Regions from separate parts of the Mus musculus genome. Here all the other regions are linked to region 3. Evidence: chromatin contacts called from public promoter capture Hi-C data. All regions are on one chromosome and are shown on one strand. Each heading gives the region's core, a stretch centred on a gene start, on an enhancer-like site or on the middle of the called end of the contact. The rest is flanking DNA. Distances are from core to core; before and after follow the strand shown. Region 1 holds the start of Ccdc25 (coiled-coil domain containing 25). Region 2 holds the start of Tnfrsf19 (tumor necrosis factor receptor superfamily, member 19). Region 3 holds the start of Fdft1 (farnesyl diphosphate farnesyl transferase 1).

Region 1 (2,823 bases), core at 207-2,706, 2.7 Mb after region 3:
TAAATGCACTAAGCTTGCTTTCTGACTTCTGTAGTTCTTGTTAACTGAGGAATGTCAACCCAGAACATGTTTTTTTGTGTGTTTAAAAGCTCACCCTGAGGAAAGACTGAGAAAATGTTGCACTGGGATCCCAAACATCCAGTGTAGTATCCGGCCAACTAAAAAAGACTTTCTATTGGTTTAAACCCATGTTGGAGCAGTCTTCTCTGGTGGATAGCCTACAACATTGACCAGCACCAGGAAACCCAGAATGATAGTGGGTTTTGTAAAGTGAAAGAATTAGAACAATAGTGGAAACTGCTTAGTGGGAGACTCTGGCTAGTTTCTTCTTTTGAGAGAGTTAAAGCCAAAGAGGGGACATTTTTACCATCAGGTTCTACTTGCCTAGAATTTCCTGCTCTATGAAAGACTAGGCTCTCCAGGGACGGTAAAACTCCTTTTCTGTAGCCCTTTTGTGTGGTCTGACTTTTGGAGCTTGTTGGAGGGATACAGCCCGAAATGGACTCTCATATTTTTTCTTTATCAGAAATAAGAAAAACTTCCAAGTCAAACCTAGGAAGGCTGTGGAATTTTGTAAATTTATAGCAAGAGGTTCTGAACTTCAGAAGTTTGGTATTTGTTCAGTCTTGTAGGTAATAAGGAGCAGACATTAGATTTAAAGGAACAAAAAATAGCCCTACTCGGAATCCCAAAAAAGGAGAGTGTCTCTGGGTAGTAACAGTAACAATTCATTTGAGAACCTTCTGTCCTCGATGCAATTTAGTTCATTGTTTGACTGGGCAAGACAGTGCAGCATTTCTTCCATCTTGTATTCTTGCTGAGGCCATCTCAGGCTTAGATAGGGTTTGATGAACATTACCTAACTCTATTCTGACTAGTTTGGTCAAGTCAACAAACAAAAAACACAACAAAACCCTCACCTATGTCAAGTAATGGGAGAATGAGTTTATTTAAAAATTGGTTCTTGGGGCTGGTTAGATGGCTCAGTGGGTAAGAAAGAGCACTGACTGCTCTTCCGAAGGCCCGGAGTTCAAAACCCAGCAACCACATGGTGGCTCACTATCGTCCGTAATGAGATCTGATGTCCTCTTCTGGTGTGTCTAAAGACAGCTACAGTGTACTTACGTATAATAATAAATAAATCTTTTAAAAAAATTGGTTCTTACTGAGTGCCTCCTGAGGAAATGGTTACAGGGACCCTTAACCATGCATGAAAAAGGCAGTTTCTGCACGCATGGAGCCCATATTGGGTTGAGTGGGAAGACATAAAAAGCGATGACCAACTCTCGTGTCCACTTAGTAGAGCCTCTGAAAATAAAGTCTGCCCTTAGTATTTTTTCTTTATGACTTCAAACAAGATGTATTTCCCCAGCTAATTTCTTTCAACCAGACGCTTGAGCGGAATCCTCAAAATCCCCGGGACACCTGCTCTTCCGCCAACACCCTTCCCTTCGCCAGGACTAAAGATGGCGCTGACAGGACGGCGTTGTGACGCGACGGCACGTCCGCCGGAAGTGTCCTGAGGAGAGCCTGGAAGCCGGCTCACCCTCGCGCCGGCGGTATCTCAAGCTTCGCGTTTTGAGTAGGAGTCGCCACTCTTCTACCAGGATCATGGTGTTCTACTTCACCAGCAGCAGCGGTGAGTGACGCCGGGGCCCCTGCTTCCAAAGCCGGCATTCCCCAGCCGCCGCGCTGGGCTTGGACTTAGTCCTGAACCGCGTCCTTCCGCGGGCACCTCTCCCAGAGCCTTCTGGTTCCCTGCTTGGCCGTCCCCTCGGCTGCCTGGTCGTCCCCTGGCCCCGGTGGTCGCGGCGGGAATGCGCCCCCGCTTTCTTTATACCCGGTAATCATTCTCGTCCCCACTTGACAGACCCGCCAACGCTTCCTGGACGTGTGTGCGTTCCAGCCTAGTCCCCCACGTCCCCGTCGCAAGCCTTTGCCCTAGCGTTCTGCCCGCACCTTGGAGCGATGCTTGACCAGTGCGACAGGTGCCAGCAGATGTCTCCTGCAGGAAGAGTAGCTTGCCCTCCTACGCAGGGAGGGCCTGGGGTGCCGCGGAGAGCAATCGGAGGGCTGGAATGTTAGTACAGCCCCTCCCTGGGCAGAGGTGATGGTCCAGTGGACGTCTGCTAAGGCTACTGGGTTGGTTTTGGAAGGCCAGAAAGAGCTGTTTCGGTTTCCAGGAAATGCCGCGTCAACTTAGTTTCTCTGCCCATATTGTCCAGAATCAATTTCTAATTTTAAACTCTCACCCCATTAAAATAGCGCTTGCCTTTTTGAAGACACTGTGTGAGACCCAGTTTCCTCGTCAAGATAAAATATGCATTTCTTTCTGGACCCCCCTTAACATTCCTTTAGGACTGCTCTCATGTGGTATTAAAAGGTGTCTGCTTGAGCTACCGGGCAGGTCTCTTGAGGGGCAGTCTGTCTTGTCTCCTTAGCATAGTGCCCTACTTACACAGTTGGCTGCTGTGTTGATTTTTGCCCCTTCTTGAGACAGTGAGTGGCTCAGGTTGCTTCAAACATAGACTCTCCTGCCTGAAGGCTCCCTGACGTTGGCATTACTTTCTAGGTCCCCAGATCTGGAGTTATTGTTTGGTGGTTTTGTCTCTTAGTACTTTTTAGTTTGTTTATTTTTGAGACAGGATCTCATTATGTAGCCCTTGGCTGGCCTAGAACTCACAGTGTAGATCAGGCTGGCTTTGAATTCATGCTACCCTCTGCTCTGCCTCCCCAGTGCCGGGATTAAAGGCATGTACTACCTAGCCTTTCATGATACTTTTAACTGAAGCATTATTTTGTGAAGCGTCCTTCAGTGTGAGG
Region 2 (2,848 bases), core at 201-2,700, 2.1 Mb before region 3:
ACAGCTGTCACTATATATTTAGAGTAAATGTTAATTTAAGAATATTAACCTCGGGAGTGTTTCTGTAAACAAAGCTTCTCCTATTTTCAGAGGTTACAGAGCCTGGCTTGGGTATTTTTAGCCAAACCTAACGCAGCTTGGCGCTCCCTGTTTCCGAGTTCCTCCGCTTTACACTTGAAAGGCTTCAGTCCTAAATGCCTTTGCAGAGATTCCCTTGGGAATGCGAATGGCAAGGACACATGTGCGATAGATTCACATCTCCCGGAGGCCGGAGAATAAAGTAGTAATATTGCTAGGATTGCTAGAGAGGAGTTTTGCTCCGTAGGGTGGGGGGAGATAGGGGAAGAGAAAGGAAGGTGGGGTGGGAGTGAGGGGGTGTTAACAGAATCCCACCGTTTCTAAATAAAGTAAGAGGAGGTTTTCCAGCCCAGCTTCCAGCGTCTGAAACCCTGCTGGCAACAAACATTAGCGAGGCTCTGTTTTTGTCCTGTTGGAACTACTCACTTCCAAGTAAGATTTGCATGACAGATATCAAACTCTTGTGCAAACCGCGAAACAATTGCATCAAGAATCAAATTCAGTTTCACGTGCACGCAGCCTGGTGCTGGACTTGGCTTCAGGCATGCTTGCTGGGAGCTGATAGCCATTTTTCCCCCTTTGAACATGCGAGGAAAACGCAGTGAAAGTTCCAACCACACACGAACGCCTACCTGCTACTCGCCAGTGCTGTGCTCCAGACTCACGCTTTCCGCAGCTTGGTAGCACTTCCGCGCCAAACGCTTTTACCTTCCCAAAAATGTGTGTGGGCGCAAGCCCAGACAAACTTCAAATCCAGGAAAATGGATTACCCGCGCAGATCAAAGGCAGGCGAACTAGGAGATGGAGTGCCTGTAATCTGATCGCCGATCAGTTGCTGCGCATCAAAGGCAAGGCTGAGTTTACTCGCTACGCGCGCAGATCTAGAAAGTTCGCTACCGTCTGGTTCTTTTGTTAAACGTGGGCCACGTTGTTCTGCCCCAGCTCTGGAGAGCAGGCTTCCCCAGCCTGGGCTGAGCGGCTGGATCTGCAGCTCTCTCTCGCGGTGCCCCAGCTGGGCTGCCTAGTGCCAGCGCTGCTGCGCCGCATCCCTTTCATCTCGCTGAGTGGCAGCTCCCATGACATCATGCCGTGCCGTGGGGCTGGCCGGGAGAAGCCAGTCAGCCTGATTTCTAGTCGCGTTGGTCTGTGCCTCGCCCGCGACAGCCCTGCAGTGTGTCTCTTGGCTGGGAGGGACACACCAGGACTGCTCTGGGCCTCTGTGCTCCGGGCCTGTAAGGTCCTGGATCGTTGCAGGTTCCAGTAGACAGCATCAAGCCGCTGCCTGTGACAAAAAGCACGAAGTCCCTACCAGAGCAGGGTAGTCCGAAACGCAGCAGAGCGGCACAGCAGTGTTTAATTAGGCCGTTTCTCCGAACACCTGCCTTACACCGCCAGGGTCACAGGCAAACGTTTTAAAAAGCTTGATTCCCCACCCCCAACCCCACGCGCGCGGCTCCCCACCCCAACACACACATACTGCGACAAGTCTTTAAGAATTAGTAAAATGTCTTTTCCTGGTGAAAGTATTACAGGTGGCGCCAGTCAAGTATGGCTTTCATTGAGTGAAGGAGTGGATACTACAACTTACAGAGATACCGCCACTAGCTCACTGGACACCTGGGTCAGAAGCTTGTTAATCTAAATTTGGGGTCCTAATAAAACAACAACAACAAAGGATGCCTTCCTTCTGAGTTGCAATCATGGATACCTCTAGCGACTCCTAAAAGTCACAGAAAGGTGACTTAGAGGAAAGCATTTGCTTGCAATCACTCCACAGCTTCTGTCCCAGGCAAAGCACAAATCACAGTTTGGATCCAGCTGAGAAATCGCCACCTTATTTTCTGTACTGTAAAACGGAACTTAGTGTCCGTTGTTTAGAATACCCACGAGGCTGGTAAAGCACTGTGGTCGGAATGTGGCATGTTTTTGAACATGGAGCTGTTTATTCTGGGAGAGAGAAAAGATTTCCATTATATGATGGAACTGCATCTGTTTGCAGAAGGGCACTGAAAAATATCATCTGCAGCACCCTTAGAGGAACCCACTTCCTTCCTGTGACTTCCTTCTCTTATCAGTTGCATCTCATTTTTCCTGGTGTGATATTTAAAAATAGTTTATGCCCTGTCTATCTCCAGCTGTCTTTGATTCCTGTGTAAATCTTGATGGCAAAATACTTGGTTTGTGAGTTCATTGTAACACTTAAATAGATCTATTTGGTTTCCAGTATTTTTCCCCAGTGGGAGGTGGAGGCTGAACCCCAGGGCCTGTTCATGCCCTCCATCTCTGAAATGTCCCTGAGACACATGGGGCTTACTTTGTACTTGTTTGTTTTCTTTTTCCTTTTCGAGACAGGGTCTCCAGTGTCATGAGCTGGCCTCAAAAGTGCTGTTTATTCAAAGACAGCTTTGAACTCTTGATCCTCCTAAAGGCTGGAATTACAGACATCCACTGCTACATTCAGTTTATGTGATTATGGTTTCTGAACTTAGGGCTTCATGCATATTAAACAAGCACTCCACCAATTGAACAATGTACCCAGCCTCACATCCTTCAAATGAGCAGGCATGCTTTTGCATACTATCCCAAGACACCTGTACCTACAGAGCTCCTGAGCTCCAAGGACTCATGAAATCAGGGGCAAACTATTTCCAAGAAGGCTGACTTTTCTCTGAGGTAACCCAGATGTTCCATGGTCTAGGGTCCATGCCCAGAGCCTTCATCAAGTTTGCTGTTCCAGAGCCAATGGAAACTGCTAGGTGCTCTTATCTCT
Region 3 (2,700 bases), core at 39-2,538:
TGGGATCACGGGTCTAAGTTAAAGGGTGCTAGAGAAGGCAGGTAAGGAGACCTTGCAGGTCAGAATGAACTACCTGTCACTGGAGCTGTCAGGAGCTCAAGTTGGATTATAAAGCAGATTCTTGCTCTTGCTCTGATTACTTATCCGTGCAAGAATCTGGCAACTGTACCTTCTTCTCCCCTGAAACCTACTCTTGGCGTTCATTTCCTTGTGGACCCTGTCTATGCCCTTAATTACACTGCTATCCATGTTTTACCCCACAGAGTGCCCATCACTGACAGGTGTCCAGGGTCTGCTGAATGGCTGAGAGCACTTGTTAGAGCTAAATCTTAAAAAAGGGAGGATTCTGAATGAGAAAAGCAAGGGCACCAATTAAGAATACCTTTAAATAAAATACAGTGCCTGATGTTTCCAGTGAAGGGGAAACGTTTAAGTTTTTGATGTTAACTGGATGTGTCATCATGCAACAGTTACATACTTTTGTCAGAGTAAGTATTATCATAAAAGCACGCGTTTAAGAAAGGGAACAGACCAATGAAATACGAAAAAAACCAAAAAAACAAACATGTTCTGGCCTCTGGCAGCCAATAACTAGTAGGAACTTGGACACAACAAAAACCGTAGGAAGCACCCAGGAATAAAATAGTGGCTGCAGAAAGGTGAGTAAGCTTATGCGGGAGGTGATGTCTGAAAACTGGAAGGAGTGGGTGGGGCGAAGTAAGTTTCATTCCAGTGAAAATAGGCACGATAACTCCTCCAGGGTTCCTTATGTTCTCAAAATTGTTCTCAACCGTGTTCTCTTTAATCTCAATTCTGGAACGCACCCATTTAGGTAAAAATAACTCCAAGCTTAGAAGAACAAAATACGCAGCCAAACTACCAAGAAAAGCAATGGCTTGAACAGACAGAAACCTTGAAAGGCGGGGGGGGGGGGGGGGGGACATGGCCCTAGTGGGGGTGCGCGACCCAGGCAGGGATCCCGCCTTCCGTGAAGACCAGGGTGTCAGAGACCATCCATCCTCTAGAGACCTCTTGTGCGGGAAGCCGCCACAGGCCTGCGAGGGAGCAGGGATGCTCGACTTACCTGGTCCATCTTGGGTATAAAATTCCGCCGGCCTCCCATGCGGAATCGCAGCAGGTTATAGAACTCCTCCGGGTGGCCTAGACACTTGACGAACTCCATCCTTGCGACTGCTGGGCGCGGGGCTCACCTGTCGGGATCTCCCGCTCCCACCTGTGTTTAGACGCCGGGGAGTGGGCAGGGCGAGGAGGCGGGGCCAGCGCCGGACGTCCCGCCCACCTCCCGCCCTCCTCAACCGGCCGCGCCGCTCGCGCCTCCAGGCTAGGACGCGCGGAGTGGACTGACGGACGTTGATTGGCCAGAGCTGCTCGCACCAGGAAAACGTTAACCAATCGGAAGCCGGAGGAGCCTGGCGCGATGACCACACCCTAGAATTTGATTGGAGAGCTGGAAAGCAGCCAGCGAACACGATTGGTACCCAGCAGAGAGCCTTTGTTCCTGCGTGTCGTAGGCTGGCAGCGAGCGAGGCGCATGCGTGGACGTTCTGGAGTTCCGCGAAAGGCTTGAGAGCTTTGCACGATCCTAGGGACCTCGGCCTCCAGTCTGAGTTCACCTCTTGATATACCTAAGGGGTTGGCTGGCAAAGCCGAGTCAGAGTGAAAGGGTAGCAGGGACTGGAAACGCGCCTCGCGGCTTGAGAACAGATAAAACAGTCTTGCTTTCCTCCGAGGAGTTTACAGGGGCTCGAGTTTACCGGGGCTTTGCTGAGCCCCGGGAAACTCCAAGCGGGACAGCGCACAGTATTTCTCAGACTTCTCCACCCGTCTTTTGTGAGACGACATGGCGATGATTCTTGGATCCCATTTTCAAAGCTGCAAAAACAAAGGGAACTGAGCTCTTAATACCTCTCGATGTTCTAGTTGACGTGAACCAGGACTTATGTAGTGCTTGCAAAATCTGCCCGAGATTGGGCCTCCCAGGGATGTGATGGGAACAAATACCTCCTGCTCTCCCCAGTTAAGGATTGCAAGGAGCGAGGAAGGGCTCCCTCCCAGTTCTATTGGTAGTTGATGGTTGCTGGTGGAATGACTTAAAAAGTTACTAGCATAAATGATACATAAGTTTTATTATGAAGTCTTCATACACTTATATAATGTATTTTTATTACATTCCCCTTTACAGTCATAATTCTTACTGTTCCAATTAGCCTTCATTTCTACTTACACCTTTTTATTATATTTTGATGTGAGCATAAGTGTTATCACACACATACCATGTGTGGAAGTCATTTCTCTTCTTCCATTTGACTCCTGGAGATAGAACTCAGGTCATCAAGTTCGGTGGTGCCTTTGTATCACCTAAAGATAGACAAAGATTTTAAGTGGTATGTCTGCTAGTAAGTTGCCCATACTTCTGTTAGTAACCCTAATTAAACCTACTGACAGATCAAGAAGAAAAATGACTAGTTTTAAAGACAAGTTCAAGAAGAGTGGGGGCGGGAAGACGAGAGAATAATAGGGGTTGAATATGATCAGAATATATTATATACGTTATAAAATGTCATAATACAGCCCATTGTTATATATGGTGAATATGCTAGTAAAAACATATTAAAATTATTAAAATGTGCCAGTTTGGTCCTCAATGCTTGAGTCCTTCTATAGAAAACTTCTGTGTTG

The links. Promoter capture Hi-C pulls out the DNA fragments that hold promoters and counts their contacts.
Region 1: a contact with region 3 is called in a promoter capture Hi-C map of neutrophils, with 3 times the contacts expected there. The contact joins the promoter of Ccdc25 here to the promoter of Fdft1 in region 3. A contact is called at or near these places in 2 of 39 promoter capture datasets (neutrophils and pre-B cells).
Region 2: a contact with region 3 is called in a promoter capture Hi-C map of pre-B cells, with 3 times the contacts expected there. The contact joins the promoter of Tnfrsf19 here to the promoter of Fdft1 in region 3. A contact is called at or near these places in 3 of 39 promoter capture datasets (the C10 cell line, liver and pre-B cells).

What each region holds. Positions count from the first base shown.
Region 1 is chr14:65,835,846-65,838,668 of GRCm38.p6, forward strand. Ccdc25 (coiled-coil domain containing 25) reads left to right here and starts at 1,457. Exons shown (of 9, transcript NM_145944.5): 1 at 1,457-1,639. The coding sequence starts at 1,612.
Region 2 is chr14:61,045,405-61,048,252 of GRCm38.p6, forward strand. It overlaps Tnfrsf19 (tumor necrosis factor receptor superfamily, member 19), which reads right to left and starts at 1,451. Exons shown (of 10, transcript NM_013869.5): 1 at 711-1,451. All of the region lies in intron 2 of Gm41167 (a long non-coding RNA gene), which reads left to right.
Region 3 is chr14:63,176,599-63,179,298 of GRCm38.p6, forward strand. It overlaps Fdft1 (farnesyl diphosphate farnesyl transferase 1), which reads right to left and starts at 1,289. Exons shown (of 8, transcript NM_001360211.1): 1 at 1,085-1,289. The coding sequence starts at 1,183.